Regions from separate parts of the Hordeum vulgare genome. Here region 2 is linked to region 1. A link is a contact called in public Hi-C data. All regions are on one chromosome and are shown on one strand. Each heading gives the region's core, a stretch centred on a gene start, on an enhancer-like site or on the middle of the called end of the contact. The rest is flanking DNA. Distances are from core to core; before and after follow the strand shown.

Evidence for each region. Hi-C and Micro-C count contacts between places; a contact is called where the count stands out from the background.
Region 2: a contact with region 1 is called in a Hi-C map of leaf, with 4 times the contacts expected there. The contact joins the promoter of LOC123401805 here to the promoter of LOC123402411 in region 1. A contact is called at or near these places in 2 of 6 Hi-C or Micro-C datasets (leaf and seedling).

What each region holds. Positions count from the first base shown.
Region 1 is chr6H:513,007,582-513,012,389 of MorexV3_pseudomolecules_assembly, forward strand. LOC123402411 reads right to left here and starts at 1,859. Exons shown (of 4, transcript XM_045096335.1): 1 at 1,315-1,859; 2 at 263-367; 3 at 100-171; 4 at 1-20. The coding sequence starts at 1,677.
Region 2 is chr6H:513,236,025-513,240,832 of MorexV3_pseudomolecules_assembly, forward strand. LOC123401805 (multiple organellar RNA editing factor 3, mitochondrial-like) reads right to left here and starts at 2,192. Exons shown (of 4, transcript XM_045095655.1): 1 at 1,794-2,192. The coding sequence starts at 2,152. It also overlaps the pseudogene LOC123401806.

The DNA.
Region 1 (4,808 bases), core at 609-3,108:
AACAGTTCGTCTCTGCTTTCCTGCATATAGTGAAGGCCGGTCATTAAGCGCACACGCCAGGCATGATGCTTGCTCTGTAATGATAGTTGGAAACCATACCTTGAAGAGGAGATACCGTGTGACGAACCAGACTGAGTAGCCAGTTCCTATGATTTCCAGCACATTCGGAAGCTGCAACAAGTGATTCGTGTGGTTTATCATACGTGGAGCAGTAGGTTTTTAAGTGCGCACGGATCTATTCAGTGACGGCATAACCACATACCAGGGGAACAGAATCAATCGCAGATATGATTTTAGATAGAATCAACAGAACAATCAAAGCACCACCTCCGAGGAGGACATAAGTGGGTGTCACTTCGATGTCCAGCTGAAATGAGCAAGCCCAAAGTGAGTGTGACTCTGTGAGCAACAGATAGCAATCAACTGGTCCAAGACTGCAAAATGTATTCAGGAACAAACAGAGGTACATAATATCCTTATAAGTTCAAAATCTGGAAAGTAGAAATTTGAGGTTAATGTGATGCATATACTCTTTTCTAGGGTTTGATACATAGTCTGGCTTCATTTGAGCAACATAATTAAGTTATTTTGTGTGGCATCTGATTAACACAGTGCAACTTCATGGCCGTTTGTGTAAATGGAGCTCTAGATCTTGGCATATCCTGCAGTAGATCCTAACCGCCCAGCCTAGCAATCCTCACATTTGCATTTGCAAGTTGGTTGGCAGAACCATTTTTTGCACAGCCATGTCACACTGTTGCTGTTCTTGATTTCACTTCAACAGCCACACTGAGATCTACCATAAGCTTGAACAGCGATGCTGTCATAAGAGTCAGGAAAATTGGATTCTTCACTGGTTGGTTTGCCATTTTTTTTATGTTATACTCTATTGGCTCTTTCATGTCACTGCTATTGACATTCCGACTCAAGTATGGCATATGATCCATCTCATAAAAAACGTGTAAATATTTATCCTGCTAAAAAAGCATCATTTATTTTTCTGCATCAGTAGGCGCACTAACACTAATTCAGCTTGATGCAAAAAAGAGAACAGTGTTTCAGTTTTAGACAATCTAAGGCAATTGCCGTTGTATTCAAGGCATTCAAGGCGGGCATCCAATTGCAATCGTTAACAGATAGGATCTGGTTAACAGATATGAATTCTGCGTAAGTCAGTGTATCTTGGTCACCTAAAGGTCTGGTATAACTCCCTGGTCTTGTGTTCTCTGAACAGATAGGATCTCCTCGGAAGCTAGTAGTAGAAAGCAGAGCAGCGAACGAGCAGAGAAGAGTGAGCTTTCAGCGCGGCACTACCTTGCTCAGTACGTCGTCCACGCCGCCGCCGCCCTCCTCAGGCTCCCCCGGCGGCGACACCGGCGCATCTTCCACCGTCACCTCCACAAACCCGCCGCTTCCACCGGAGGGCTCCCCGCCCTTCTCCTCCCCGGCTGGCGCGTCGGGCTTGTCCGTGACGACGGTGGTGGTGGTGGTGGCGGCGGACCCCGACGCCGGCTCCTCGGACGGCACCGGGTCGGGCCTGGTCGGCGTGGCGGAGCGGCAGCGCCAGCCTCGTCGTGCCGGGGCGCTGAAGGCCACGGAGCGGGTGGGCGGCCGGCGGTGGACGCGGGCCGAGGATAAGGGTGCGTAGGCGGCGGCGGTGGAGACGAGGGCCTCCATCCTTTCCTCTCTCTCCCTGCTGCTTTTTTGCTTTCTTTTCTGTGGAGGCCGACCGGCTGGCTGGGGTTTGAGGTTTTGGTTGAGCCGCGGGGAGGATGAGGGGGAAGTGGTGGGATGGATGGCCGCCTCGCTGTCGCACCGATGTGTGCTCCACGCTGACAGTGTGCACTGTGCAGTGCAGTGCAGTGCCGGTGCTGCCGTGCTGGTTTGTCTTTGCCGTTGGAACGCAAGAGGCGTCGCTTTTCTCGGCCCCGCGCCCGTGATTCTCCGCTGCGCTCTTTGGCTTTGGCGGGTCGCATCTCATCTCCAGCTCTTTTTCTCCGTTTTTTTGCTTTTGGAAATTAATGATGGTTGTGGCGGAGCCCTCTGGAATATACCGGCATTTATTGTGCTAGAATACAATTGGCGTGAATAGTTGTTCCGCTACAGTCTACAGGTGGAACGTCCTGGTTCTTTGTTCCTTCGCTTGGTTAAATGAGTTGCGACACAAACTAATAGTACGTCCGTCACGGTTTAAAAGACACGGTTAAATTTACATGTATTTTTATAATAGACAAGGTTTAAGACGCATTGCATTTACTCCTAACATCTAATTAGTATTCCGTTGTATTAATTTTTGTATGCATGCGTAGTGTGAATACTATTTTTTAATTCATTTCACAGCCAATAACCATCTACATTCTAGAGAATTTTCATGCACGCCTTCTAAACCGTGACGGAAGGAGTAACATGGTTCACATGTCTTGGTAAATCATCTATCTTGCCAGATCTAATATACTCCCTCCTTTTTGGTTTCTCGGACCCATCTTCAAAATTTTAGATTTTTATTATATTAGGTTCATTTTGAGTCTAGTTGAGTTAAAGTGTTTTGAGTTTCACGCATATTTAATTTATAAAGAAGAAAAAAAATAGTGGCTATGCATGTATCTTTTTTATATGCATCATACAAGTTCAATGGAAGAAAGGATGCTACATTTATTGCCCTCGGAAATTGAATATGTGAAAAACATTTTATTGATTAGTTAGAACTATTGTCATCCATTCACAATTCACCTTGGTTGATGATATTTCAGATTTAAGCCCTATAAATCGAAATGGAGGGAGTATGACATCAACATGAGTTTTTTTAACTTAAAAATGTTTTATCTTTTAAATAAAAAATTTAACTAAAAAACCGTTTTGATCATTAAATTCGTTTCGACGAGATCTTCAAAACAAGATCTCATATTAATATGTTTCGATGATATTTCTTTTGGATCAAAAGTTGTCATAATGTTTACACTGAAATTACTATAATGTTTAAAATAAAGTTGCCACGACATGTTTCATCTTGTTTTTTTATTTTAGGTTTAAAGCTATCAATATTTCAATTACTTTTTATGGTATTTTTTATTATTTGACCATGGTAAATTTTAGTAATTAACCATGACAAATTCAATTCATGGATCATGACAATTTTTAGTAATTCATCATGGCAAATTGAGTTTATAGATCATGGCAATTTTAGTATTTGGTAATATCAATTCTACTATGTTGAACATGGAAAATATTTTTTATGAACCATGGCAAATTTGAGTGCATATCATGAAAAATTTAAGTAATTCACCATGGCAATTCTAGTTTATTGTTCATGGCAAATTTTAGCCATTGATCAAGCATTTTTAAAGTAACCGGAGACATATCTATTGTTATTTATGAACCATGACAAATTTAATTCATGGATCATGGCAAAATTTAGTAATTCATCATGGCAAGTTTAGTTTCTTAATTCTTTTTTATAACATGTTAAAATTTACTTTAAACATAAAAGAAAACGTAGTTGAAATATATCATGGCAACTTTAATATAATCATAATGGCAATTTATGCGCAATAGACATGGCAAGTTTTTAACTCAAAAAAGTCGTAGAAACATGTCGATATGAGATCTAGTTTCAACGATCTCGTGACGGCGGATTTAATGGTGAAAATGTTTTTTAAATCTGAATTTTCATTTAAGAGATAAAACATTTTAAGATTTTAAGAATTAAAAGATTCCCGCTGACATCATGTGTTTCTGTCCTAGTTGACATGCATTTTTGAGAAATAAAAATGTTGACGTGTCATAATGGGTCGCTAGAAGGGCGTTTAGCCCGACCACTTTTAGCCCACACATGTGAGCGGAATTGATTTATGTCACACGTGTGGCATTTATAAGGGTCCAAATAATTATGTGCCATAGGTTTTTTTTGTCGACGCGTTCACCTTGTTGGGTAGTATCAATTCATGTTGACAAAATCAAGTAATCAAACCCGTTTAAGGCCAACTCCAACGCGTGACCCCATTTGGTCCGTCCATGTGTGTTTAGGTCAAAATGGACAAATGGCATGGCAAGACAAAAAACTGTTTGTCCCGTATCCACCTCAACCTAAATTTGACGTAAATTTGAGACGAATTTTTGTTCAGATGAAAGCGCATGCGGCACTTCATCGTCCACCCCCGAAACCGCATGACAGGTGCCCAGTGAACTTGTCACGTCCTTTTTAATGGCAAGTCGTGGACTGCCAATTCACTTCCATATCCTTCTATGACCTTGTGACAGTCCGAGACCGACGCCCCAGAAGATTCCCCCTTTATTCCGTTTTCGTCGTGTGGTTATTTTAATTTGTTGCATCATCATCGCATCATGCGCATCATCTGCATTGCATCGGCATCTCCGTGCCGTCAGTTTTCAAAACTTGCATCCGATGTTAGATGCCGTTTCTCGTCGTTGTCCGTTCTGAGCCCGACCGCACACGCACGCGCCCGCGGCACCGTCGAATCCATGTTTTAAAAAGTGTGCGTAAAACTTTCTCTGATCGAGGTGAAACTTGGCATGCGGTCGTGATTAGTTATAGGTAGGCCGCCTGTCGAATTTCGTCGCGATCGGAGACCGTCTGGTACCCGAACGGTCGACCGTAGCGGCACCGAATTCGGTCTATCGTCGGACGTTTTTCGGTGTTTTAAAATCGCGTTGCCGCACCGCACCGTTTCCCTCTCTTCCCCTGCTAGCCTACTCTACACGTTCACTTAGCCGACCCCGCGTTCGAGTTCGTACGATTTCGATCGCGTGGGCGAAAACGGGGCCGGATTCGGATAACCCTAGCCTCCCAT
Region 2 (4,808 bases), core at 942-3,441, 230 kb after region 1:
GGCAGACATTGTGATGTGCCTAATCTTCACTAATAATACCTGTTCGTATTTTTAGCCAACGTAAGGAAGAATGGTCATTTCAGGTGGCTTAAAGTGAAGAGATACTGTGAAATAAAATTAGAAGAATAATGAAAAAAGTGCACTGTGCACCTCCTCAAGTAAAAGGGTAAGAAAAACTATAGCAGAGTCGACGTATCGGCCCGATCGTCATAATAACCGCCAATATGGCAATTCTGGCCCAAAAGGCTACTCTAGCAGAGTGCCGAGTCACCATAATTTTTAGAGGGCGCTCCATATAGGCCAACGAGCCTCCATACTTGGAAATTGTGGGCGTTGGTTCGAAGGGCGCTCCATCGCCAACCGCTTGCGCGGAAGGGAAGTTTCACCGCCATCCTCGTCCTCCCACACGGCCCATCTCCTTTCACCCATGGCAACGGGAAGCGTGACAATTAATGGCGGTTGTCGTGTGCCAACTGCCTATGGACACTCCCACCGCATTTTCTCGCTGCCCGCCGCCCACGGCTATAAAAAGGTCGTCCCATGGCCGGATAGCTCACAACCTCCACTTCCAACACCGCTGCCTGTAGCCACTTTCTTTCTCCTTGCACCATGCCGCTTCCCCGGGTGAAACTATGCCGCTTCCCTGGGTGAAACTGGGTCTCGCTCTCGGAGGAGGAGTGGATCTTTGATGAGGAGGAAGCGTCGGAGAAGGCTGACCTCATCGCCGAGGAGCAGGAGTGGCATTGCTGCAAGGCGATGGAGGAGGCCATGGAGCAGGATGCCGCGTTGTAGGATCCCGCGCAGGAGGAGTGGTCGGACTGAAATCCCAAAACACATTGCGTTGTTTGGGATATCCAACACGACTAAGTGCAAATCCCATATGAGCACGCGAGGGCTCGCCCACGCAGCTCATACCGGGCACCACGTGCTCCCTGCCGCCTCTCTGTTAAGGAGGCACTGGATGAGCGCTACGCCGCCCACGCCTCAGCCATCCGCCCCGGAGAAATCTTCAAGCATACCGGCGTTGGGAAGGCGTTGCGGGCGAAGAGAGACCGTGCCATCCGGCTCCATTACAAGGATCAACAAATGGACTCGGCGGCTGAGAGGGAGCGCATCAGATGGCACACAATCGATATGAACATGGTGTCATTCATCGAGACAAGCCGCACCACATTGGGGCTTGCCCGTCTTGAAAAATCTGTCTCCGACCTTGACTACCGCCGGCAGGAATGGGACGAAGACGTGGTCGCTGGACCGTCACACCGTCGTGCGTAGAGGACCAGTCGACTCGTCACATATGCATGTGTGCTTGCACTGCATTCACCATAGTCGCGGTGGGGAGCAACTAGTGCTTCTCCAAGACATAGTAAATAAATGTCGCCAATCAACTTTTCTACTTCTACTTAACCACTTTGTAATGCAATGTTATCACAAATTAGTGTTTTAGTACCTCAAATTGAGTGTGTGGATTTTTGAGTTGATGCAACAAAAGAACAGAAAAGAAAAGATATGAAGGCCGCATTATGGCAACTCTGTGTTTGCGCACAGCGGTCGCTGGCACGGCCTCCATATCCCATACATGACCGGGGATATAGCTGACTCTACTAAAGTTTCTCTAATACTGATTGGGACTATGAATGATCCGCCCTAGTCGTAAAAGAACGGATATGCCTGAAGATGAAATCACACCAAGCAGCAAGGACAAGGCCGGTGTTCCCGGACATACAGAATGCTTTCGAAGAATCTAAATAAACGCAGACTGATGAATAGCAGAACCAGAGAAGTGCGCATACCTTCCGAGCACGGCGGTGAGGGTCTTGACGTAGGCGGCCACCATATCTTCCTCGGAGGGCTTTGGGTCGGCGGGGAACTCCATGACTATGAGCCAGTGCTCGTAGTCGCAGCCATCCAGCAGGATGGTCTCCTTGGGCGGCCGGTTGCTCCAGTTCGGGGACGGGTCGTTAAGCGGAGAATGGCCGGGCCTTCCCGGCAACGCCGTCTTCGCCCCTCGCGACGGCGGCGCCCACGGAGAGGGGTGGGCGGAGGACGCGGAGGCAGCGGCGCCGGCGAGGAGGAGGAAGCGACGGGGTATCGCACGGGGGGAGAGGAGGAGCGCCGAGAGCCTGCGGCGTGTAACAGCTACAGCCGCCATGGTTGGGGAATTTGGGAAGGTCGGAATAGGAGGGTTTGCACTATTTTTTTTAGGGGCTTGCACTTGCCGGCGCAGGCTATGCTGGTGCGCGAGACCGATGTGTCTGGGCTCAGGCCCAGAGTCCCTAGCCGTGTTTAGTTCGGGCCCAGAGGCAACTCCAGAGTTGTGAATTTGCCCTCCGTCTCAAAATTCCTTGTCTTAGATTTGTATATATATATAAATGTATCTAGTCAAGTTTTAATATTTAGATACATCAATTTCTCAACAAACCTAAAACAAGAATTTTAAGACGGAGTGAGTATTTGTCAATGAGTACCGCGCAAGCAGTGATAAGACACACAGACTAGCTAGATTGTCATTACACTCTGTAAGATCGCTAGATGTGGTTTAATGATCCATGGATCACCTATGTATCCCAGTAAACTTATTTGATAAGTAAAGTGTGGTGTTCTTTTAAAAAGGGTCTGGGCTTAATCCACGTAGATTGGCCGAGGTCGTGGCCTCCTAATCCATGTGGGCCAACCTAGCAGGGATTGTTACACGTGAAATAAATTTTGAATGTTTGGTTTAAATTTAGGGGGCTACTATGTCTCGCATGACACAAGACCTAGGATAAGCTCACTATATCGAGCGCGAGACTAGACCGCCCAGCTCGCGGGTGGCAACATCTTGTTTTTATTTTCATGTTTTTTTGCTGTTGTTTGCTTTTCTTTCATAATTTTTCTTATACTTCCAAATATCTCAAAATGTATATAACAAAAAAAATTACATTTGTTTTGAAAAAAATGAAAACAAAGCATTTGTAAAATGTTAATTGCGTGGATAAAAGTGTTTCTAATGTATACTAAAAATATATACAAAAAATACATTGTGTGAATTTTTTTGTCCTGGATTTAAAATAATATTAATCAAGCATTTAAAAAAAACTAATCATCTCTCTAAAAAATTTAAATGTGTACAAAAAATATTCCTGTGTATACAAAAAATATAGAACATGTATTAAAAATTAAACGTAAAACATAATTTTACAAAGTGTTGATCGTGTATAAGAAAAATGTTAATCATATATTGCAAAAACTTTATCCGTGTATAGAAAAATGTTCCTGGTATATACAAAAAATGTACAATATGTCTGAAAATGTAGTCACCAAAGACAAAAAAAATGAAAATATTAATAATCATGTAGTATTTCTAGAAAATTAAATGTGTACAAAAAGATATATTTCGAATTTGTATGAAAAATGTAGAATATGTATTTAAAAAGTTTAATGTAAAAGGCATTTAAAAAAAATCTTGATTGTGTATTAAAAATGTTACTCATATATTTAAAAAAGGTTAAACATGTTTATTATTTTTTCTTATACTCTCTCCATTCCTAAATAGGGACCACATACGGAGCAAAATATACTCTAAAGTATGTCTATTTACATCCGTATGTAGTCTCCTAGTGAAACTTTTTAAAAGACTTATATTTAAGAATGGAGGAAGTATATACCACAAATGTACAATGTGTATGAAAATAATAATCATCAAATATATTTTTAATGTTAATTATGTATTTGAAAATGTTAAATGTGTATGAATATTTCCAATGTGTACATAAAATTTTAAAATGTGTATAAAAATGTAGACATGTGTTCAAGGAAAAATAAAGGAAACAAAGAAAAGTGATAGAAAATCAAGGAATGAAAGACCCTAAGAAAACCATGAAAACCCATGAGAAAACAAGGAGCAACAAAACAAAACGGATGAAAATTAAGAAAGAAACAAAAAACCAGAGATATGTAAAGAAAATAGAAAAAGAAAAGATAGTCCAAAAAACATGGAGAAAAGAACAAAGACCCCACAGAAAAATAAAAAAATATGAATGTTTGTGTTTGTATTGTGTTAAAAAGAATAAAAATTGCATCTCGATGTTCTTATTTTTTTTCTCCGAATAAGATGTACCCAGCCTGCGGCCCAGACCCTGGTCGAACCGAACCAAGTAGAACGGGCCGTGCGTGCCTTGCCGTCACTCACTTCCTCGTCTCCTCCCCACCCGACCCGGCGGGCGGCGGCGACCCCCATCCATTCCGCCGACCACTACCGTACCATGGCGCCGCCGACGGAGCTGTTGGACGAGCTCGTCGGCGAGGTACTCCTACGCCTCCCTCCGGACGAGCCCGAGCATCTCTTCCGCGCTGCCATCGTCTGCAAGTCGTGGCTCCGCATCGTCTGCGACCCCGCCTTCTGCCGCCGCTACCGCGACTTCCATGGTGCCCCTCCCCTCCTCGGCCTCCTCCACATGCTCCAGGTCCTCCAAGGAGGCCCCGCGCACCGCTTTGCCTCCACCACGTCGATGCCGGACTTCCCCTACCCGGGCTCCGACCGCGACGGCGAGCACCCCACCACCCTCGACTGCCGCCACGGCCGCGTGCTCGTCCACATGGTGCAGGACAGGAGCCTGGTTTTCGTCGTCTCGGACCCCCTCACGGGCGACCGACACGTCGTGCCCGCGCTGGACTTCGATTCGCTCATCTGGACCGCCGCGGTGTTCTGCGTCGCCGATGGCTGCCAACATCTCGACTGCCAAGGCGGCCCCTTCCGCGTGGCCTTCCTGGCCACCGGTAGCGCCGACCGTGTCGTTAAGGCAAGAGTGTACTCATCGGTGACAGGT